Regions from separate parts of the Mus musculus genome. Here all the other regions are linked to region 7. Evidence: chromatin contacts called from public HiCAR-type, HiChIP or PLAC-seq and promoter capture Hi-C data. All regions are on one chromosome and are shown on one strand. The core of a region is the stretch at or near the end of the contact, and the rest is flanking DNA. Distances in the headings are between cores, read along the strand shown. Region 1 holds the start of Aktip (thymoma viral proto-oncogene 1 interacting protein). Region 2 overlaps Fto (fat mass and obesity associated). Region 3 overlaps Fto (fat mass and obesity associated). Region 4 has its middle 19 kb from the start of Gm36243. Region 5 holds the start of Fto (fat mass and obesity associated). Region 6 holds the start of Rbl2 (RB transcriptional corepressor like 2). Region 7 holds the start of Irx6 (Iroquois homeobox 6).

Region 1 (2,885 bases), core at 8-2,507, 1.5 Mb after region 7:
GGAGCAGGTAACCAAAATGGCTGAGTTACATGGGGAAGGGCTTCTAGGGAGAAAGGCAGCATGTTTCCCGGGCGGGGAAAAATTAGAGTAGGGGCCAGACATATCTTGTAACAAGTAGGGACTAAGGGATGCAGGCCACAGTAGAAACAGAGACTGTAGGCTGCAAGTCTGGCCATTTAAGATTTACACAGCCAAATATTGCCAGATTTCTTCCTTCCTTCCTTCCTTCCTTCCTTCCTTCCTTCCTTCCTTCCTTCCTTCCTTCTTTTTTTTTTTTTTTGGGGGGGGGGGTTCAAGACAGGGTTTTTCTGTGTAGCCCTGGCTGTCCTGGAACTCTGTAGACCAGGCTGGCCTAGAACTCGGAAATCTGCCTACCACTGCCTACCAAGTGCTGGGATTAAAGGCGTGCGCGCCACCACTGCCCGGCGCCAGAATTATTTCTTAAGTACATCAGTGTTGTTCGATAATAGTCGTTACAGAGGGTCATCTTGGCCACTGGGCAGAATTATGCTTTTCTCCAGAGAAACGGGGCTTTATGTCAGGCCAGAACTTCAGGATGCTTGTATCCGTTAGAGACACGTTCTTTGATACGCTAATGTGTTTAATGGCTGGTTGTAAATCAGGGTTGTCTTTTTTTTGGTTATGGGAATGGAACCTAATGCACATCAATCCCCGGGAAGAAACATTTACAGAATTCTTTCTAACAAGCCTGATAACTTTGGATTTATTGTAAAGGTAGCACTACCTCAGCTAAATTCTACTCTGTGTCACTTATTGTCTCCTAAGCAAGTTGATTAATAAATCCCATCACTCCCACCAGGGAGCTGCAGACCTCCCTCTCCAGCCAGTGGCTCAGAGTCCAGGCCTGGATACCGGCTGACGCTTGGCGGAGCCAAGAGCTAGCAGCAATCACTGCCGGAGACTGGCTATAGTGGCTGCCGCATAAACCTCTGGGTGGGTATCCATGGTGACTGACACACGCCACGTCCAATGGCGGCCTGGTGCCTGTTTGTTTCTCGTCCCAGCCTCCCCAGGGATTGAAGCTTCTTTGACTGACAGCTCGTCCCTGGGCGCTGTTACGTAAGGGGGAGGTACGAGCGCGGCCCCACCCGAGCGGCGCTAACTTGATTGGCAGGACGGAGCTCCAAGCCCCAACACCTCCCGGAAGTACGTTTTTGATGGACGGCGAGAGAGAGCCATTCGGCATGGGTATCCGAGCGGAAGCGCCCAGTCTAGGGCGTGTCCAGGGCGTGTCCCGCTGAGGGCAGGGCGGGGCGGGGCTCTGCGGGAGAGGAGCGGCAGGGGCCGGGCTGCAGGACAGCCGGAGATGCTGTTGGCCCGCGGTGGCGCTCGGCCCCCAGCGCTCCGCACCGAGGGCATCCAGGTAAGCGTCTCACCTCTGGGCTGGTGGCTACCGAGTCGTCAGGACAGAGGGTTTGTGTCCGCGGCCCGGCGTTCGGTTCCCTGGGGTGCGCTAGGGACCGGGGCGACGGCGGCCGCGCGGGGACACGGGGGCGGGGCCGCACCTGTGCGCTGCAGGCACCTGCTGCACCCGAGGAAGAGGGCGGCAGGGTTGGTGGCGCTCTGCTCCGCTTGGTCTGCCCCTCCTGCGCTGGGTCCCGTCTGTCTGGCGAGGGGCTGACATGAAGCCCCAGGCTCTCGGCCTCGGCTGCAGACTAGCGGGCCCAGCCAGCCTCCAACTCGCTTCCAGGCTAGGGCCGGGCACCAGCCTTACATCACCTCGGGACAGGTTTGTCCAGATTCTCTACGTGCTCCGAAATGGGATTGTGCCCCGGGCCAGGGTGCCCGGCCCAGCTAGCTGCCCAGCCAGCCGGGCTGTCGGAGGCCCGGGCTGTTTACTTTTCCTCGGTCCTGTCTGGTGGCCTCTTAATGTGGAATTTCGTAAACCCTTTTTGGGGTGATAACATTAGTTAGCTCTGTGTCACAGAAGAACGATGGTAGCTAGGTCTCATTGGCCCTCTGCGGTATACTCACTGTCGCATAGGTGAAGATGCAGACTTCGCTCAGCTGTGTAAATGCATGCAATCATTTTTTTTTTTTAAGAGTCAGAGGAGCAGGAAGTCTGGTGGTATTTTCTGCGAATAAGGATGGAACCTGTTTTCCTTACATCTGTCATTACTATTGGACGATGTCATGCTATGCTTATGGTAGATTGCTCATCTAGCAAACTGTAGTTTCTGAAAAGTTGGCTACGGTTCCTTGTGCTTATGTTGCTATTGGAACCACTGAGTTAAAAATATGGCTGCGCTGGACGGTACATGGTACCTTTTGGAGGAACTGAGGGCCATGTACTGAATTTTTAAAGGCAGAAGACATGAAAGGTGCCCAGTGCCAGTACATTTACAAATAGGAAATGCCACGCCTCTCAAGAGGTGAAGAAAAACCTTGAGAAAACATGTGTGTCTAGGCAGTGGGTTACTAGTCCTTAAGGAAAATATATAGTTTTCATTTGAGCCAAACAGGAACATAACCCTCCTTGAATTTTTGATGCACTATGGTGTCAGCCACCTTTAAAAGCAGGTTTGCAAAGCCCTACCTGGCTGCAAGTCAGCAAGTTAGTGGGAGAAGTGGGATCCCTGTCCTCTGGTTTAATTACTGGGTGACACTGTCTCCTGGAAAGCACGGCAGCAGTTATAGGCACTGGCTGGTACCCACCCATGGATGCTATATGCCCACAAGGCACTGCTGATTAGAGATACTGGTATAGCATTGCTTCTTAGAAATGTGAGTTTTGACCCCTTTCACCTTCAGGGATATAAATAAGAAGCCATCCTTTTAAACTCAGCAGACTTTGTGGAGGGAGTCTTGCAGCTGAGCTGGCTACTTTTGTGTCTGTCTTTGTATATTTACTAAGCCACCCACTG
Region 2 (3,064 bases), core at 433-2,932, 1.2 Mb after region 7:
AAACCCAGAGTTCCGTCTAAGTGTGGTGTGTGTCTGTGTGTGCAGCTCCCTTCTAGCAGCTGCAGTTCTATCCACAAGTTTTGCATCATCAACCACAACCCTCACTAGACCAAATGTGCAGCCAAAGCGGCAAAAATGCAGCTTCCTTCTGGCAGGAAAGGGCTCCCAGTGTCCACACAGCACTGTGTGGGAGCATCTGTCACTTATTAGGATTTGTGTCTGGAGTTTGGGGGAACAGGATTTTCAGCTCCAGACGTCTCAGTGTATAAAAGGAAACTATCATTAGCCTGCATTCGTTTTCTTCTACCACCCCAACTGTGATCTGGAATCAAAGGAACAATCAGGGGTGGCTCATGGGAACACAGAAAGGCTGGGCACATGGATGGATGCGGACCTTTATCACAAGCAGCAAGAGGAACTGTGTGGGAGCCTGCCTTTGCCCTATGGGTCATCTTTTAATGCCTCAGAGTATCCTGAGGTCTAGAGTTAGAAACTACATTCCATTCCATTTTAGGAAAAGAAAAAGCTCTTAATTATTCCTACTCAGATTGTTAATCCCCTTTAAAAGCAACACCCCTGGTAAAGCACCTGGATATAAACAGACAAGGGTGGCAAGGAGTTTAACCTTGGCTTTAGGGAGCTCCTGCAGTTTGCACAAACCTGCATCTAGGAGGGCAGAAGTCACATTTCTGCCTGGATTTATACAGTGGACACGCTCTTGCTGCTGGCCTGCATGTCCACTGCGCTCTAACTTGCCACACTGACAACAGTTTCATGCTTTGATAGGCAGATATTATTGGCTCATCTTTGGGAGATAATTGCCTCTCCTGTATTGTTTAGTGGCGATACACTCCATACCCAAAGATGAAACCAGTTTACAGAAGCATCAGTGGGTGCTGGGTGCGGCTCTTTCCTGCTAAACTGGTCTCCAAGAGACTGAACAGTTTAAATTTGGGGTCTGGACAATGGATATTCTAAAAGGATTAGAAAAGTGGGCAACAACTGAACCTCCTCCTCCCTCCTGTGTTCGAGTCTACCACCTGCTGCGGTATTTTTGTTTCAGTAACAAAGAGGCCTTCATGTTTGAGGCTCATATTTAATGTGGTTGAACTGGCCCCTCGAGTTTTGGTTAACTCTTACGGGCCAGAAAAAGAAATATTTTTTGCCTGGCAGAACTCCTTTCCTGGTTGGCCGCCACAAAATCAATATGTGGGTCTGTGTGGGCACATGTGCGTCTGCCCGGAGACTGGGGGATACTCTATTTATATTTAATAAAGTATTATCCGTCAATAAGAGCTGCATGACATTTGCAATTTCATGGCCCACTACAGTAACAGGTGCTGTGGTAAACAGGGGTGTAAAGTGTTAAAGAGAAAGGGGATCACTTCAGAGACATTAAGCGGCTTTAAACACTGACAGCAGAAAGGGAAAATTTTTAAGCAATTTGGTTGGGTCAGTAAAAAGTAACAGAGGTCAGAGGAACAAAATGGTAGCCAAAAAATTCTGCCCATTGATAAATGATCCTACTGTTTTGTGGTTGGATGCACAAGGCAAAGGCTAAACAAGTGTTGTGTGGAAACAGAAATATGCCCCCTTTGTGGCTCTTTGACAATAAGTTACTTCAGCTTGGTGACCGCTTAGGGCCCCCATTCTCCCTGTAGCCTCGGCTGGGGTATACATTAGCGAAAACAAAAGGGGCCATTTTCATTGTAACCATGCAGAAGGGTTAAGCATTTGACCTTCAAGTATGGTGTGCTTGTGCTTGGTGGAAAGGCTCTTGACAATATAAACAAGAATTACTGCTGTTAGAGAAAGGGGACACAATTAAAGACAATCTCAGAGGCTTGTTGTACAGCTGTTCAGGTTTCGGCTCTGTCTGACCTCTAAGGATGCTACGTGTTTAAGGGAGACGATTTAAGATATTTTAGTGAGTCCCTCCCCATTCCCCATCACCAGCTTTCCACTGGGAAGACAAGATTTTATACCACAGCATTTCCCCTGGGCACCTTTGCCTTTCTAATCTGTCTTCCCCTTCTACCTGACCATCCCAAGGAGTAGGTGAAGGCTGGATCCACGGGTAAAAGGCCGGAATCCTTACCTTTAGAAACTTTTCCTTCCTTCTTTCTTTTATTGTTTTGTTTTTGCCTGAAAAGCAAAATGCTATTATAACTTATTTCCCAGACAAAGATATTAGGGAAGCACAGTTTTATTTTGTTCTACCACAACCTATCAAGAAGGCAGTTTTCTTTGTTGGCCCTTATTTCCCAGTTTACAGATGGAAGTGTTTAGATATCCCCCATCATAGTTGGAAACGGGCAAACAATAAAGAAAGAAAATATGGGAGTATATTTCCCTGAGATATCACAGAAAGCAGAGACTCTATGGTAGAAAGCTACGTCCTTTGTCCACACAGAGGGAAACACTTCCCGTTGTTTGACCTTCAAGGAGTCAGCAAAACACTACATTTCTTCCACAAATAAGACAGGCCCTGGGAAGTGGCCGTGGGAAGGTGCTGTCTCCTCTCATCAGGACAATGCTGACATGAGGCACTGAGGCCAGCCCACAAGGGGTTTGAAGGGACAGTGCAGGGCAGCAGGCTCTGGATGGGAGGGGGCTATGCTTCCTGCTTTAGGAGAAGAAAGGAAGTTGCTCTGGAGTGAAGCACTGGCCAGAGGAGACAGGCCAAGTGCAGTAAGGAGCAGGGCACAGGCAAGTTTTCCCTGTCAAACACAGAGTCACGGGGCTTTGAAGCTGCCCCTAACAGAAAACATACATGGTCCCCAAGATCTATCTACAACTTTTCCAGCAGCAATGGCTCCATGTTCAGGGATTCCTTGAGATTAGGGTCTATCTTATCCCTGACAGTCACTGAGTCTGACTACAAGAGCCTCATGAGAGACGAGGCCATTTTCCTGCCCTCTAACACATCAAGTCCATCAAACTTTGGTCATCAACTCAAGTTCGTCTTGTAGGGAACACAGCTGGTAGAGATGGTCCAGACTGCAGAGTATTTCACCAAGACAACTTCTCTGAAGCTGCTTCCTCTTCCTGGAGAAGAGCCCTG
Region 3 (2,787 bases), core at 37-2,536, 1.2 Mb after region 7:
CTCTCTCTCTCTCTCTCTCTCTCTCTCTCTCTCTCTCTCTCTCTCTTTCTTCCTTTCTTCTTTTCTTTTTCTTTTCTTTTCTTTTCTTCCTTCCTTCCTTCCTTTCTTCCTTTGTTTCTTTTTTTTTCAGTATAAAATATAATAAAAAGAAGGTTCTTCCTCTAACTAACTGCCACTCCTAGCGAATGTGTGCACTCATGGACTGAGACTGGCACACAGCCATAGTCAGATATCTTTCCAGTGAATTAGTGATGAACTTCGCTGTGTGATCACAATACTAAACATTGCACTTGTTGGCAGGGTGGAATACTCCTAAATCAAATACTTCTAAAATAAAAACTGTTTTATGGCTGGAGAGATAGCTTAGCAGTTAAAAAGCACTGGCTGCTATTCCAGGGGACCCAGGTTCAATTCCCAGCACCCACACGGCAGCTCACAACTGTCTGTAACTTCAGTTCCAGATCAGACACCCTCACACAAATACATGGAGACAAAGTACCAATGTACTTAAAATAAAAAATAAATGACTAAACAATTTATTTTACAGAATTATGGAGTTCTTTTCTTACTTATTTCTAAGTCCTAGTTTACAGCTTGGTAAGATTATGACTTCAATGTCAGGTTGACATCTAACAATTAGGCCTCGGCAAGCAGGATCCTAAGTGCCTATGTAAAACATAACAAAAATCAAAAGTTCACACAAGCACAGTTGTACACACCCTATAAAACCAGCATTTCCTCCGCAGGCTTGGCTCAGGAACAGAGCTAGTCAGGCAGAGAGGGAAACTTCAGCATCTCCAAGTTGGCTACACAGTGCTCTGTACTAACCCAGGGTTTGGGGAACTCTGCCTCTGGGGTTATTCTAGGAGGGCAGTGGTGTCCCCTTCCTAGATGCTGATCCCCTCAAAGGCAAGTCGGAATGAGTTCAGAGGTGTGCATTCTGATGCACGCTCTTAAGCTCAGGCCTTCAAACTTGCGACTTGATATTTTCATAAGACAGGGATTACTGAAGATATTATGTTAGCATCTTCATCAAAACAATAACACTAAGTTGGCTGGCCAAAGTGGAGGTGACAGACTGGTCTCAGTGTGGGCAAGGATGATAGCTCCACAGGTATACATTTATTTCTCAACTCATCAAACTGTATATTTTATGCTTGTGTAGCTTCCTGTGTATCAACTATAGGTCCAAGAAGCTGCCGGAGAAACATTACTGGTGGGGACTGGTGACCACTGTGCACCCTGCAGATGAGTCACTGCTCTCTGCACCCTTCAAACGCTGTGAAGTGGCACTCTCCAGAGGTCAGCAGGCTTTTATCGCCTTTCCTCTACATTCCAAAGCCAAGCCTTTGGAGGCAGATCAGTGAGCCGAAAAGGGCAAGAAGCCTAGAGCAGGCCTTCTAGAGTTCAAATCCCAGTTCTCCCACCTAGTAGCTGGTGACCTTGGGAAAGTTATATAAGGCCTTTGGGCTCCTATCTCCTGAGAGTAAAAGTGAGACAAAAGTCATACCTATCACATGGAGTCACCATGAACAGTACTCATGAACATTAAACATTCTCAGCACTCATAAAATCTTTAGGAATCATAAAGGAACCATAAAAACAGCACGCAGGCATTTGCTGATGCTATGGTTATCCAAGCCGAGGCTCATCAAGTGGCTTCCACCTGCCAGCTTGCTGGCATGTCCAGGTCCCACACACCTACGTGCTCTGCCTTCTGACCTTGTTTCTACAGTTCCAAGACCCAGGATTTCCCCCCAGACAGCCCACCTCATCCTCTCGTCTCCTCATGGTCCTCCAACGAGACCAGCACCTTCCTAGCAGTCAGCGGTAGTGACCTGACCCTGATACTGATCTGAACGGTGTGCATGCGTAGAGAGGAGAGGAGACACTGAGAGTCCATTTTCTCCTTCCATGGAGTCCTTGCTTGTCTATCGCTTGTCCCTCATTAAGCCTTGCTGGTCCCAGGCATAAAACCCAGGTCACCAAGGATGGTAACAGCCGTCTTTACAACTCTGCCCCATCTTGCCAGACCATGACTTTTCTTTTCTTTTTTTTTTTTTAGGCCCCACAACATGGTTTTATTTTAGCCATAGTGATACATAGGGACATCCACATTTCTCTCTTTGCTAAACCTCTAGGCTATGGTGAGTAAAATCAGGTGTGCTCTGCAGCCTGGCCTCTCATCTCAGCCATCTATTTAGTGGCCCTGGATGAGTATCTAGCTTCTCTATACCTAAGCTTTCACATTTATAAGTTAGGGCTCACCATGCTGTCCACATCAATTGTTGCAAGGATTTATAATCTTGATAAGGAAAACCCTTTGAATGGTGGCTGGAACATAAAACCACAAGTGAATGCTGGGTGCTGCTATTAACCTGTCCGCACGCTGTGTCCCGGCTCATGTCTAGCAGGGCGCCCTCTGTGAAGAATATCAGAAATGTTTCCTGAAACAGAATTGCAGGCTGCTCCCATTATAACCTAGCACGGGCGTTTACTTGGACGACGTATACATTTGCCTGTGGAAATCAGACGGCTTAGGATCAGCACAGTGTGGTGCCCCAGAGGACGTGCTCAGACCTCACGCACTTACCATGCTCTCCATCTTCTTCCACAGCCCCTCCAGGTGAGTCATGGGCTCACACCACCAATCGGTGCAAAGTTTGTATCGATTGCCTTGAAACCAGAACTGCCTCAGCCACTCAAACTCCACCTGTGGAGCAGAACAAGAAGGTGGCGGTTATAATGTCCTTGTGATAGACCAACAAGGACAATGGCTTCCCCGCT
Region 4 (2,918 bases), core at 304-2,803, 1.5 Mb after region 7:
CTCCCTCCATCAAGGAAAGAAAATAAGGACAAGGTCCCCTTCACCCTGCCCTTCACACGCCATAATTGCCACTGCAGGTTTAGGACCCAGGCCTCCGTGAAATGGCAAAGCCCAGAACTCAAAGCCTGCATAGCCTGCATAGCCTGCATCTATCAAGGCCAGGAAGCCATGGCCAGCGCAGGGCAAGGCACTAAAGGTGCTCAAACATCCAACGAGTGCCTGAAGGCCTTTCCCAGTCTGACAGAATCCCCTGGCAGCTATTATTGTGGTTAGAAGGAGCTTTTCCCAGTGTCTGCTAATGACCTCCCATCCCACCCACCCCACCCCCTGCCAAGTCCTCCCAAACCATATCTGTTCTTTCAAAAAGAAAAGCCAGGGATAATGTGAGCCAGCCTGGGACATCACACCAAAGGAACAACAGAAAAGTCCACACCTGATGGTAGGTAAGGCAGAACTAACTACCAGTAGGGGCAGGCAAAGAGAGATGTAGGGTCAGTAGACCTATACTGTGAGCAAATCTGGTTGCAGAGAGGGGTACTGCATACCCAAGGAACCCTCAAAACTTTCTGTGGTTTAATGTGGATGCCACACTGGAGAAGTCCTGGGAGATTGTCCAAAATCAATTTCTCAGAATTTAGTGAGGGATTTCGTGCACAGGACACAGAAAGTTTGGAGGAGAAGGACAGTTGTCATCAGGGCTGGAACTGTGCAGAGGAGTAGCTGGCGACACATGCCTCTTCCTTGCCCCAGCCTCTCTGTAGGTATACAAATGCCACATCTACATTACTAACATTTGTAGCTAGATGATATTTCTTCCAAATTCCTCAATGCTTGAGTGACATTTTTCCCAATAAGTTATTTTTTTAAGAGTATGAGGGTGTTCTGAGACCAGAATGTTTGTGAGTAGCAGTTATATGGATCCTCAAAGATACATCTGTAGTGTGCACACACACTCAAATATTCTTTAAAGCTCTTTCTCCTTTTCTTTCTTTCTCTCCTCTCTGTTTCTCTGTCTCTTTCTCTCTCCCTCTGTGTGTGTGTATGCTGGGGATCAAACTCAGGACCTTGACTGTGCTAAGCATACACTTCACCACTAAGCTAGCCCCCAACCAAAAATGATTGTATTTTTATTGCTTTTACTTATAAAATAATGAGTTTCATTATAACATTTTCAGACATGCATATTATAATACTGTGTGTATGTTCACATATGTAGTTACATCTAGGCTCAGCATGAAGAGAAACACTTGATAACTGTCTCCCTTTCATTACCTTCTCTTCTTCCTCTCTCCCTGTGAGCCCTTTCTCTCCCAAGAAAGCAGAGTGTGCGTTCTCTCTCTCGTGCCTGCTGGACAGACCAACACTGCTGGAGCATAGATGCCTAGCACTGGAGCCTGCCTGAACGAGCCAGGCAGCCCCCAGCAACCAGAAATGCCCAGGTGCTAGCAGCCTGGGTGTAAGGCCTGCTGGTAAAGAGAAGGCACAATCAGGGCAGCAAGGCTAGGTGCCCTGCCATCTCTGCTGCCAGGCCAGACTCTGTCTCAGAGACCTTCTGGGCTACCACAGGCTTAAAAAAAATGTCTGCAGGACTCTTGGGCCTCTTCTTCCCCAAGCTCTGTTGAGGTCAAATGGGGGCTGGGGGGCAGTTAAAGGCTGAAGCCGCCACCACCATCAGCATCCTCCATCCCTGTAAGCTGCACAGCACACGGAAAAGTCTGCGTTTTCTGGTTGTTCAAACTCAGAAAGTTCAGCCAGAGAAGCGCCAAACATCTGCCTTTTACAGCCCAGCACCCCCAGCGCACCGCGCCGCGACAGCCTTTTGTAAGGCTATGGCTCCATCTACAGCCTAAGCAAGGAGCGGATGCACTGGGTTTCTCTGCGAGCAGCGGAGGGGTGGAGCACAGGCTCGCTGCAATTAACACTAATAAAGTGTTTTCTTCTAGCTGCACTGTTTATTCAACGCAGACGCGGCTTACGCTGGAAGTTATTTACTCAGACTATGTCTACAATAACAGCTGTTCAGAATATACCAGAACCTCTTTAGCCAAAATCGGCTTGGAGTCTCTATTTTAAACCACTGTTTGTTATGAATTGAGTTAAATATCCTTTTACCACTGTGTTTCTCTATTGTTGCAATGGAACCCATACAAGCCTTTAAGATGCCAAGATCCCATGTTCTTTCTCATTCTCTCAACAAACATTCAATTAGCACCTACTGTGAGGCTGGTATAGCATTGAGTTAGACTCCATCCCAGTCATCATCAGAAAGAAGGCTGCTCTGACTGGGTGAAGCATTTCCATATGGGTGGAGAAAGAAGGAAAGAAAAGACCAAAACCCTGAGTGATTCAGAAATAGAGACAGAGTAGAAACAGCGGGCATGAATGAGGTCCTTTGATTCAGGCAGAGGCAGAAGCCAACCTCATACATCAGCAACATTTTTATCCTCTTCAGTCATCTTTCCCTCAGAAGTGTAGGTAGGCTGGTCTTGGCTCCACACACCTGGAGCAGGAGGGGCCATGAGTTCAAGACCAGCGTGGGCTTGATCAGTAGCAAGTTTGAGGCCAGCCTGTGTCCAAAAATAAGATATAGTTAGCTGTTTCCTAAATAAGTAACTGTTTTGTGAAGGAAAAAAAAAAGATGAAAGAAAATAACCTGTCAAAATCCTACTGAGCAAAAATAAATTGTATGTTTATAAACATGTCAAGGTCTTATTTTTTTTAAGATTTATTTATTTATTATATGTAAGTACACTGTAGCTGTTTTTCAGACACACTAAAAAAGAGGGCATCCGATCTCATTACAGATGGTTGTGAGCCACCACGTGGTTGCTGGGATTTGAATTCAGGACCTTTGGAAGAGCAGTCAGGGCTCTTAACCACTGAGCCATCTCTCCAGGCCATGGCAAGGTCTCTTTACT
Region 5 (3,057 bases), core at 528-3,027, 1.4 Mb after region 7:
GATACAGGATTTTTCCATGGCTGTTTTCCTTGTTAGCCTCCAACCTGTAAGAATCCAAATGCCCAGCCACAGGTGAGTGAATGAATAAGTGGAATCACACAAAGTGCACTACCACTCAGCCACAGAAACGGAACAATTGATAACATGTGCGTTAACACGTATAGGTCTCAAAAATTACTGTGATCAGTAAAAACGGCATCCGGGTATATGCTGTCTGCTTCGGCTTAGATGAAAAACTCTAGAAAGCATAGATTCAACAATCATGACTGATCGCATGACTGCCTGGGGGTAAAATAAAGAAATCGGCTGTAAAGAAATAACTTTTTAAAAGAGCCATGCCCTCTATGCAACTGGAACATTTTGCATATACGTACAGTCAAAACTTATCAAATTGTTCACAACAAATGACTGCAAGATTCTCTCTATACACTGGGCCTTAACTTAGCTGAACAGAAAGTCAAGCAATCACTTACGATTACTGAGACATTGTCTAGGACTTAACACAACTACCTGTGCTTCGCATCAGCCAGTACTTCAATGTCTTTCACAAAGAGACTAGAAATGGAGCTAGGAGATTAGAGAGGGGCAGCTCCTGATCCCTAATGCCACCTAGGAAACAAAAGGCCCTGAGCAAAGGCCAACTTCTGCCAGACTCCGTGTCCATGTCTGTAAAATACATAACTCAGGCCATTACACCCAAGACCCAAAACCCTTAGATTCCTAACTGACTTAGGAATCTTACAAGACAAAATTCTACGACAGCAAGTACTGTACCTGTTTTATTTCCTACTGATCCTCGCTGCCAGTATTTACCTACCATAGAATAAGCACCAAACGGCATAGCCAAGGGCCTTTGGCCAAATGAGCTACAGACAAGAGAGACTTTTAAGATGGGCAGAATCTGTTGTGTCCACTGAGGGGGACTGAATGCTGATAAGTTAGAACAAATCAATAGGTCCCAACTTTGGGGATGGGGGAAAAGGAAAATATTGAGCTTCCAGTGCTCATCTTCATAACGGACTGTTTATACTCTACCTATGTAATATCTGTCTTGCCATCTGCTGCAATGATATGAAATAATTATGCATTTAATGTAGGTGTCTGATACAAAAAAAAAAAAATGCTGCAAATAAGTCGCCGTTGCTGTTACTGTCATCCCAAGGAGTGTCCACTGTCAGAAAGCTGAACAGCAAGGACGGAGTCCAGGAATGTACTACCCACAGAAGCTATGTAAAGCGTATCTGATGTGCTGACCACGCAGACAAGTCATCTGGCCATTGAGGCAATGCTCCAAATAAAAACATGTCACCATACTAAATCTGTGGCTCAGCTGCGCTCGAGCTGAAAACACACAGGTGGTAAACTGGTAAACTGAGGCTCGAGAGTGGCTACAAATATAACCAAGGAATAGGGACAGAAGCAGGACAGGGACATAGATGTCTATCTTTTCATTTCTGACCAAGACTAACTGTATCCAGATCTGCATCCAGAGCAATATGAATTCACAGCACAGACGTGCGCGCGCACACTCACACCACGTCTGCAGGTCTCTTGCAAACAAGGCCCTGACACCCCTTGGCTTAACGCCGAGCATCCACTCAGCCATCCCAGCGGGTCTGCGGGTCCCCTGCCTCTAGCCCGGGACTAACACAGAATCCCAGACGCCCGGAGCCCCACATACCTTAGCTTCCCGCTCTCGTTCCTCCGCGGTCTGGACGCGCTTCATGCTGCTACTAAAGCCGCCTTCGCCACCGTGGGCCGTGTTCCCCCTCGCCCTGGACCCCGCCTCCTGTGTGTAGTTCTCTCAACGGCTCTCTCCCGCCTGGAGCCATTTGCTCTAATACCTAGAAGAACTACCCTTCCCAGAATGCTGCGCGAGACTCCCGAGTACTCCTTGGGCTCCGGAGCTGAATTTCTCCAGTCAGCTAGCAGGGCTAGCGTAGTCCGCTACGCGACCCGCCGACGGCCCGCACCCTACGGAGAACTACATTTCCCAGTGGGTAACGGGACTCACTGTTTTCCCGTGCTCCTCTGGGCCTGCAGAGGCTCGCGCCCTGGGCGCTATAGCAACCGGTAGCTAGCTGAGGGCGAACGCGGAGGTGAGTACTCTGTGAGGTGGGGGCTAATGCAGGTTGGCTGGCTCTTCCGCGGCCTCACAACTGAGCCTGGAGTCTGTTCGAAGCCCAGGATAGACCTGGGATTCTTGCGTGGAAAGCAGTCCATCCCGACACACCTCCACATCCGCAGGCCTGCATCTGACTCGCCCTGACCGCCCGCCCAGCCAGAAACGCAGCTGATAAGAATTGGCAACCCTAAGTCCTACAACTCAAAGGTCCCAGTCACATTTCACTCTGTTTCCCAGAAACTGGGCTTGGATGGTAGAACCTAAGCCTCCCAAGAGGCTTGTTACTGTTGTTGTTGTTGGCTTGTTACTGTTGTTGTTGTTGCTGCTGCTGCTGATTGTCGATTAGTTTTTAAAAGGGGGTCTCCCTATGCATCCTAGGCTGGCCTTAAACTAGCCTTTTTAGCCCATGCTCGTCTCAAATTCAATCAATAATAGGTCTTGCCTCAAGTTCCCACCACCACAATCAGTTTCTAGTGGCCTATCTTTTATTCTTTATTACTGTTTCTCATCTGACTACTCCCATAGTCTGTTAAAGCCATTACAGGGCAGAGACTTTGTTTAAACTCAGTGCCTGGCATTCATTCATTCATTCATTCATTCAATAAATGATAGCGTTAATGTCTACTATGTGACATCAGATAGCAGAAGAGGAACTATTTGGGGGAGGAAGGAGACCAGTGAGAGGAAGCTAGAGAGATGGGGGGGGGAGTGGTAGGGGACAGATATAAGCAAGAAACTATGATATAGGTGTGAAAATATACTAGGTTAAAAATGCATGACATGACAATGAATTACGATACAACTCTGGGATAATGACAAAGGCTGTTGCTGTAAGCAATAAGCCACAGCAGGGTGGTGGCACACTCAGGACAAATTCAGAGTCTACTCAGGGCATGGTGACACCCGACTTTAATCGTAACACTCTGGAAGTA
Region 6 (3,090 bases), core at 148-2,647, 1.6 Mb after region 7:
CACACACACACACACACACACTAATTTACTAAGCATCTGTTAAATGCCACTTGCATATGTGACACCAGGCTTCATATGACTTAGTCTGTGATTTGAAGTCTCTGCTATGTTATAATACTCATTCTTGCTAATTTACAGCGTCATCTCTAAGGTGAAGTAAGAATTCGTTTGGGAGTATTTGTGTCCTTCAAACCAGAAGTTCTCCTCTTTGCCTGGCTATCGGAAACACTGGGTAAGGAAGGCGGCTACGGTCTCTTCAGCCAGACTGCTTCAGTCTAGGAAATTTTCTGCACACATACACACATTGCTTTAGTTAAGCTTTAGGTAAGCACTTTGAAGTGGGCACAAGTAACAAAACTGCTCACACAACATAACTGAGTTTCACTGTGGTTAAAAACTTGTCCAGAGTCACTCAGACACAGGTCTAAAGCTGCCATGTTTCTTTTTTTTGTGAGTGTAACAAATGGAGAGAGGGGAATTCGATGTGTGTCGATTTTTAAAAAAATAGAAATAAACCGACTCAGAAGAATGGCACAAGTACATCCATATCATAGTTAAATAACACCTTGCTTAGCCTTCGGGTCGGGGGCCTCTTTGCTCTGCTACTTCGATAAGCTTCCATATATAAAATCAAAGGGTCATACGCACAGGCAGCTGAAAAACAATCCGGACTTCCGTGTCACTTCCCATTGGCCCATACAGGGGAGGTGCCTGCAGAGTTGACAGGCACTAGCCCGAATAGCCATTTTCGTCAACTGCAAAGCCCCGTCCCAAGAACGGAACATAACAAGCCTACACCTGGATGACAGCCAAAAAGAGTGCCCAAGTTCAGCAACAAATGTTGTGTGTCTACACCCGCTTTTCATCTGCCCGGGGGGTGGGGGACAATAAATCCTAAGCCATTCTCACACGTAAGCAAGCCTGAAACTTAATGAGTTTCCTCTGACGGCCGCAAAGCCAGGGGGAGGCAATGGTGCGGGGCAAACGACCAAGTGATCCTAGGGCCACCCCGAGTCCCCGATCTCCACGGAGGATCTGAGCACGCACCTCCAGCGTGTAGCTCTCGCTCATGCTGCGGTAGCTGCTCCAGGCCTCGGCGCGCGCCGCCTCGTCCATGTTGAGGCGGCTGCACAGCTCCTCGAACCGCTGCTGGATCTGATGGCTCGGGGACCCCGCGGGCTGCGCGCGATCCGCGGCGTCGCCATCCTCCTCCTCTTCCTCCGAGCTGGCTGCAGCAGCTGGAGGAGGCGGTGGCGACTGGTTGCCTCCAGATGCCATGGCGCACCCCGAGGCCGCGGCTCTTCAGATGCGCTCAGGGCCCGGGCCCGCAGCCATTCAAACCGCGAAGCGCCGGCCCGTCAGCAGCCTGTCCTGCTACTGTGCCGCCCCCAAAGTTCCTCAGTCCCATGCGGGCACCCGTAGGTCTGAGCACGGCCTGCTGGGAAATGTAGTCTCGGCCGGGATCTCAGGGAGACCAAAAGTCATGGAAGAAGAAAGCAAAAAACGAGCTGTGCATCATTTAGGGGTGAATGGACACGTCCTCTACCGTTTTAAAAAGCATCTCTCAATAGTGAGACCATTCAGAAGGCTCGTTTGAAGAGAAAAAGACCAAGAAATATCGACAGGATTTAGTATATAAGCCCTTTACACACATCCTCACCTAGAGGTCCTCAGATAGTAAAGCTAAAAGGTCCAAAGTAAAGATAATAGTTTGCCTGCCCTTTCTAGTCTCTGTTGCTGAGATAAACACGGACTGTAACCAACTCGGAGAGGAAAGGGCTTATTTCATTTTAGTCTTTACAGTTCATCATTGACGGAGGTTAAAGCAGGACGCTGCTTACTGACTTAGCTCCCCGTTGCTTTATCAGCTACTTTCTTAATACAACGCCACCCCCGCGGCCGCCACCTCCCTAGGCAAGACCCACAGGTCAATCCAACAGAGAGGATTCCTCAAGTGACACTCCTATGTCAACGCTATCAATGGCAAAGGTATATTGAGCTAAGAATTGATCTCACTTCACCAAACAAAAACAAAATAAAAAACCCTCAACCCTCAACCCTCAATCACACAAATAATCATGAATGTGTTTTCAAGAATAACTTAAAATGTATATTAGCTATCACATAACTGCTCCTAGATACGGCTAAAGTTTCTTACAGATAAAAGGAAGAGCGTAGAGCAGGGACATCTGAGTGAGTCCAGAGTGGACATGACCCTGAGCCACCTGAGGGAGGAGAGTGCGGGGAGGGGGCGCGGGAGGTGAAGGGAGAGAGGGGAGAGAGGGGAACCAGGTGCAGCAGCTAGAAGGCCCAAAGGTACACCGAGCTAGAAACTAAAATGTCTGGATTATATAGGAAAGCACAGCCCACCCCTTGAGCTGGAGAGTTTTGGGTAGGGGGCTGGCTATGGTAACAGGTAGAGGTTGAGGGCTACCAGGAGAACAGAGCAGCCAGGTCCTCTTTGATATGTTAAATAGGCACCTCAGCCTTTTGTCCCCGGGCTTGAAACTTTCCTATATTTATGATTTGAGGTGTTAAAGCTACCGAATCTCTAACTAAGCTTAGATATGAAGGGAATTTCAAAGAATTTGCTCACGGAAAAGAAACTTTTAAGGCACATTGCATGGGCTTAAGTGGTGAAGAGAATCTAGTGGAGATAAACACATTGATTGAAAAGGGCTGGGGAGATTCTCAGTGGCAAAAAAAAAATCCCTCACCTGAGATCAACCTGTATAACTCACATGTGTTGCGGGAGCAGGTGTTAAAAGCCAGGAATGGAGGGTTGGCTTGTAATCTCAGCAGCGGGGGGTGGGGTGGGGGGGGCGTGGAGGTGTGTGGGGAGGTGGAGGGGTGGGGGGGGGTGGAGGGGGGCGGGGGGGGGGGAGAACATAAGCTGGTGGAGTCCTGAGGAGAGTCTCACTTGCTGGCCAGTGAGAGGCAGGATCTGAAAAAGAGAGGGGCCTGGGAAATAACACTTGAGGCTGTTCTATGGCTTCTACACACAGTGTGCACAGGCTTGAAGACACACACCAATGTATTCAAACAAATGCACACGTGCGCAAACAATACTGACCAAAAAGATACTTAGTT
Region 7 (3,026 bases), core at 369-2,868:
TCCCTGCTGAGCACTGGCATAGGGATTTCTCGATGACAATTTACCCAAATTGCTCTTATAGATGCCCCCAGGACATTGCTAGGGCTCCGCAGTCCTGGGGAACTTTGGAAATAAGACCAAATCCTTGTCTCTCCCCCTTCTGGGATTCTACAAAGGCAGAATTAAAAGTTAGCCTTCAAGACCATCACCAACATGTCATTCCTGTCCCCACTGTACTAAAAGGGAATCCACTCACGGTCAGAGTAGACCGGTCCAGGATCCCACAGCAGGTCAAAGGTCAACCTGACACTGAGTGCCAAGAGGGGTGTGTGTGTGTGTGTGTGTGTGTGTGTGTGTGTGTGTGTGTGTGTGTGACTATTTTGGAGATAATGGAGAACAGTGATGGGCATTCTCAGACTTCTCCAAGGAAAGCCTCACCACTGCACAACGCCCTGGTTTGGAAACTGGAGGGAAGCTGAAGTAGAGAGCTTAGAAAAGAGTGGGATTTGGGATCGGAGCAGAGGTCAACAAATGAGCAGTGCAGTGCCAATGCGCTGAAGTCCTTTTGTTTTCTCCTGAGAGTACCCTGGCCACCGAATCTGTCCAAGGGTAACCCTGACTACAAGTTCCCTCAGATCCCACCCACCTCGCACACAGAGTGCGTTTCAGGTGGCACTCAAAGAGTGAAAGCTCTCAGACTGGCATCAGGATGTCAGCGGGTGCTGTGGCACATTTCCCGGTCCGTGCTCTTTCTGACTTCCCTTGGGTCAAGGAGAAGAGGAAGCTCGGGGATTACTGGGCATCCCTCTAGCCTGCCTCTGCCACCCCCACCCCCTAACTCTACTCACCTGGGATGTGCTGCCATACGGGTGTCCAAAAGGTGAAAAGGCCATAGCAGGGCGTCTTCAGGGACTTGAGTCCCTCTTTCCTTTCGAGTCCCTTGCTCAGCTCTGTGATTCGATGACCCCAGCAGCGCAGCGCAGCGTCTGGTTTTCTTACAGGGCTGCAGGAGCTGGCCGCCAGTTCGTTGGCAGGAGGGGAGAGACGGGAGGCAGAATCAAAGGCAGAGGGGCTGCCGAGTTCTGCGATTGGTAAGGCACCCCTACGGCCTGTGGGTTCCAGAAGGCAGAGGGGCCCATGGATCGGCGGCAGAATTAGGAAGAAGGAGTAGGGTGCCAAAGGCGCGCAGGGGCAAGGTGAGGTACAGCGCAGCGTCGGGCTGTGAGGTTCCCGAGGTGTCCCAGTCCAAGGTGGCCAGAGGCTCAACGTGACGTCACGGTAATCCCCGGCCGCCAGAGGGGACCGCGGGCCCCGGGGCCCCGGGCCACCGAGTGTGCCAAGGGCAGCCAGCCCGTGTACATGCACGCACTCTCGGATACACTCGTTCTTGCTCTGCGAGGTTTGTGCAACGGGCGAGAAACGTCAAAGACCCTGACCCTCGACTCGCCGCTAGATCCTACCCTCTTTCGCCTGCAGCTCACGCGCGCGCGCGCACACAGACCCTCTCCAAATTCCCCGGGAGAAGTGGGAAATACGCCTCCCGGCGAGCCGTGCGGGCCCAGGGTGCAGCGTGCTCGCCTCCTCCCCTGCGGCCCCCGAGGAGGCAAGAGGCAAGCGGGGCGGCGAGGGAGGAGAGAATACAAAAGAAGAGCCCAGAGGAAACTGGGGGAGGCAGGCAAGGGGGGAGAAAAAGGAGGGAGAGGAGAGCTGAGGAGTCTGATGGCGGGGGTGGGGGGTGGGGGGAGTGGGGTGGGCGAGGGCTGGGAGGAGGCAGAGCCGGAGCAGGTGGAGGAGAGCAGGGGCTCGCAGGACCAGCCTCCAACTACAACCCATCTCCGCCTCTCCTCTGCATCAAAGTTTGTTGGCCCCTCCGTCCCGGGAGCTCTTAGGGTTGGACCAGCTCCAGCAGCTTTGATCAAGCCCCCCGGGCAGCCCATCTGTGTCCTTGGGGATGTGGCTTGGGTCTCAGTTTCCCCAAATCGTTGGCTAATCCCAGCCCTGGCCAGGTCCTTGACCTCTTGGGCGTCTCTGCAGAGGTCTGGCCCTGGGCTAGACCGACGAGCGCCCCCTCCAGATCGAGGTGCAGCCTCTGTAAGAGAGCTCCCATACACGCACCAAGTCTGATCCCTTGCATCTGTAGGCTGCCAGCCAAGAGTCTGGGCCATCTCCGCCAGAGGCCAGGCTTGGCTCCTTCCCGAGTGCCGCCAGCGGTGTCCGCCCCAAGCCCGAAAGCGGGGCGAAGGCTTCACGGCCCCAGGGCTACCTCTGCACTCCTCTTGGGGTGGCGCTGGCGAGCCGTAGAGGAGAGCTCCGGAGGGAGTAGCGCCAGGGACACTCAGCTGGGCCCAATGGTGTAATAAACTCCTTCGCTGGCTTTTCAAAAAAAAGCACCGATGCCTCTGGAAACAGGGGGTTGCTTGCAAGACTTCCGGACAGGGGTGGCCAGTTAGCAAGTGCTATAGATTTTGCACACTTACAGGCTGACACCATTCCGAAGACATGTCTAAGGATCAGGAGGGGCTTGCAGACTGGCGATGAAAGGTCTTAGGTGGCGCTGCTGCGGCACCAGGTGGGGTTTGCAATTCAGAAAGCCTTACCTTTCAGTCGCCCTGTCACAGCGCTAGTGCACTTGACAGGTCTTGGACGGTCCTAGATCTTTACTATACCTCCTCTAGGGGTTCCGGAGTTTGTTCAGGGACAATGTTTTATTTTTCTATTGAAACTCGAGACGGTGTGATCCAGGGGATACTGAGAGCTCTCAGTTCTTGCCAGGAGAAAGAGGCAAGGTTGGGGGCCCAGGCAGGAAGTCCCTCCACAAGTTTGCCTCTGGCCTCTGACTTGGCAAGCCACACCCAGTGACCTCTTTAGAATGGCACTCTAGGCTCAGCATCTGCTCACCTCTCACAGTTTATGTTTAATAGACAAGGAGCTTAAAGAGGGCACAAACCACAGATGAGTCTACAAATCCAGCTGCTGCCACAGGCCATGGTTACCTTGGTGAAACCTTGCTTTTAAACTGGGAGCGTCCTTGTAAGAAAAAGAATTAT

The links. Promoter capture Hi-C pulls out the DNA fragments that hold promoters and counts their contacts. HiCAR-type assays count read pairs that join an accessible place to other places. HiChIP or PLAC-seq counts read pairs in DNA pulled down with a chosen protein or histone mark.
Region 1: a HiCAR-type map of astrocytes shows a contact between it and region 7, with 3 times the contacts expected there. The contact joins the promoter of Aktip here to the promoter of Irx6 in region 7. A contact is called at or near these places in 3 of 39 promoter capture datasets (cranial neural crest, hippocampal neurons and maxillary cranial neural crest) and 2 of 115 datasets of contacts at active chromatin or transcription factors (astrocytes and embryonic midbrain).
Region 2: a promoter capture Hi-C map of cranial neural crest shows a contact between it and region 7. The contact joins the enhancer-like site here to the promoter of Irx6 in region 7. A contact is called at or near these places in 5 of 39 promoter capture datasets (3T3-L1-derived adipocytes, cranial neural crest, frontonasal cranial neural crest and 2 more), 4 of 115 datasets of contacts at active chromatin or transcription factors (craniofacial prominence, embryonic hindbrain, embryonic stem cells and 1 more) and 1 of 9 other capture datasets (embryonic stem cells).
Region 3: a promoter capture Hi-C map of hippocampal neurons shows a contact between it and region 7, with 7 times the contacts expected there. The contact joins the enhancer-like site here to the promoter of Irx6 in region 7. A contact is called at or near these places in 14 of 39 promoter capture datasets (the 3T3-L1 cell line, 3T3-L1-derived adipocytes, the C10 cell line and 8 more) and 4 of 115 datasets of contacts at active chromatin or transcription factors (embryonic forebrain, embryonic hindbrain, neural tube and 1 more).
Region 4: a promoter capture Hi-C map of frontonasal cranial neural crest shows a contact between it and region 7, with 10 times the contacts expected there. The contact joins the enhancer-like site here to the promoter of Irx6 in region 7. A contact is called at or near these places in 8 of 39 promoter capture datasets (the 3T3-L1 cell line, cranial neural crest, frontonasal cranial neural crest and 4 more), 1 of 484 Hi-C or Micro-C datasets (nephron progenitors), 6 of 115 datasets of contacts at active chromatin or transcription factors (craniofacial prominence, embryonic forebrain, embryonic hindbrain and 3 more) and 1 of 9 other capture datasets (embryonic stem cells).
Region 5: a contact with region 7 is called in a promoter capture Hi-C map of second pharyngeal arch cranial neural crest, with 8 times the contacts expected there. The contact joins the promoter of Fto here to the promoter of Irx6 in region 7. A contact is called at or near these places in 7 of 39 promoter capture datasets (cranial neural crest, embryonic stem cells, frontonasal cranial neural crest and 4 more), 3 of 115 datasets of contacts at active chromatin or transcription factors (embryonic hindbrain, forebrain and neural tube) and 2 of 9 other capture datasets (embryonic stem cells and embryonic tail).
Region 6: a contact with region 7 is called in an H3K4me3 HiChIP or PLAC-seq map of embryonic stem cells, with 5 read pairs. The contact joins the promoter of Rbl2 here to the promoter of Irx6 in region 7. A contact is called at or near these places in 2 of 39 promoter capture datasets (hippocampal neurons and stem cell-derived epiblast-like cells) and 1 of 115 datasets of contacts at active chromatin or transcription factors (embryonic stem cells).

The regions. Positions count from the first base shown.
Region 1 is chr8:91,132,399-91,135,283 of GRCm38.p6, reverse strand. It overlaps Aktip (thymoma viral proto-oncogene 1 interacting protein), which reads left to right and starts at 1,257. Exons shown (of 10, transcript NM_001302266.1): 1 at 1,257-1,384.
Region 2 is chr8:91,508,004-91,511,067 of GRCm38.p6, reverse strand. The region is part of intron 7 of Fto (fat mass and obesity associated); the gene reads right to left. Among named protein-coding and RNA genes, the nearest start is that of 4831440D22Rik, 42 kb to the right of the region's middle. Within about 2 kb of position 1,682, at least 20 of the 459 cell types and tissues checked have an H3K27ac peak or open chromatin away from gene starts, as enhancers often do. A contact at or near this core is called in embryonic stem cells, where this site is marked.
Region 3 is chr8:91,485,085-91,487,871 of GRCm38.p6, reverse strand. It overlaps Fto (fat mass and obesity associated), which reads right to left. Exons shown (of 9, transcript NM_011936.2): 7 at 2,594-2,713. Among named protein-coding and RNA genes, the nearest start is that of 4831440D22Rik, 19 kb to the right of the region's middle. Within about 2 kb of position 1,286, at least 6 of the 459 cell types and tissues checked have an H3K27ac peak or open chromatin away from gene starts, as enhancers often do.
Region 4 is chr8:91,189,931-91,192,848 of GRCm38.p6, reverse strand. No RefSeq gene overlaps it. Among named protein-coding and RNA genes, the nearest start is that of Gm36243, 19 kb to the left of the region's middle. Within about 2 kb of position 1,553, at least 13 of the 459 cell types and tissues checked have an H3K27ac peak or open chromatin away from gene starts, as enhancers often do.
Region 5 is chr8:91,312,245-91,315,301 of GRCm38.p6, reverse strand. It overlaps Fto (fat mass and obesity associated), which reads right to left and starts at 1,777. Exons shown (of 9, transcript NM_011936.2): 1 at 1,682-1,777. The coding sequence starts at 1,726. Rpgrip1l (Rpgrip1-like) reads left to right here and starts at 2,080. Exons shown (of 26, transcript NM_173431.2): 1 at 2,080-2,099.
Region 6 is chr8:91,068,364-91,071,453 of GRCm38.p6, reverse strand. Rbl2 (RB transcriptional corepressor like 2) reads right to left here and starts at 1,397. Exons shown (of 22, transcript NM_011250.4): 1 at 1,048-1,397. The coding sequence starts at 1,278.
Region 7 is chr8:92,672,881-92,675,906 of GRCm38.p6, reverse strand. It overlaps Irx6 (Iroquois homeobox 6), which reads right to left and starts at 1,618. Exons shown (of 6, transcript NM_022428.3): 1 at 828-1,618. The coding sequence starts at 872.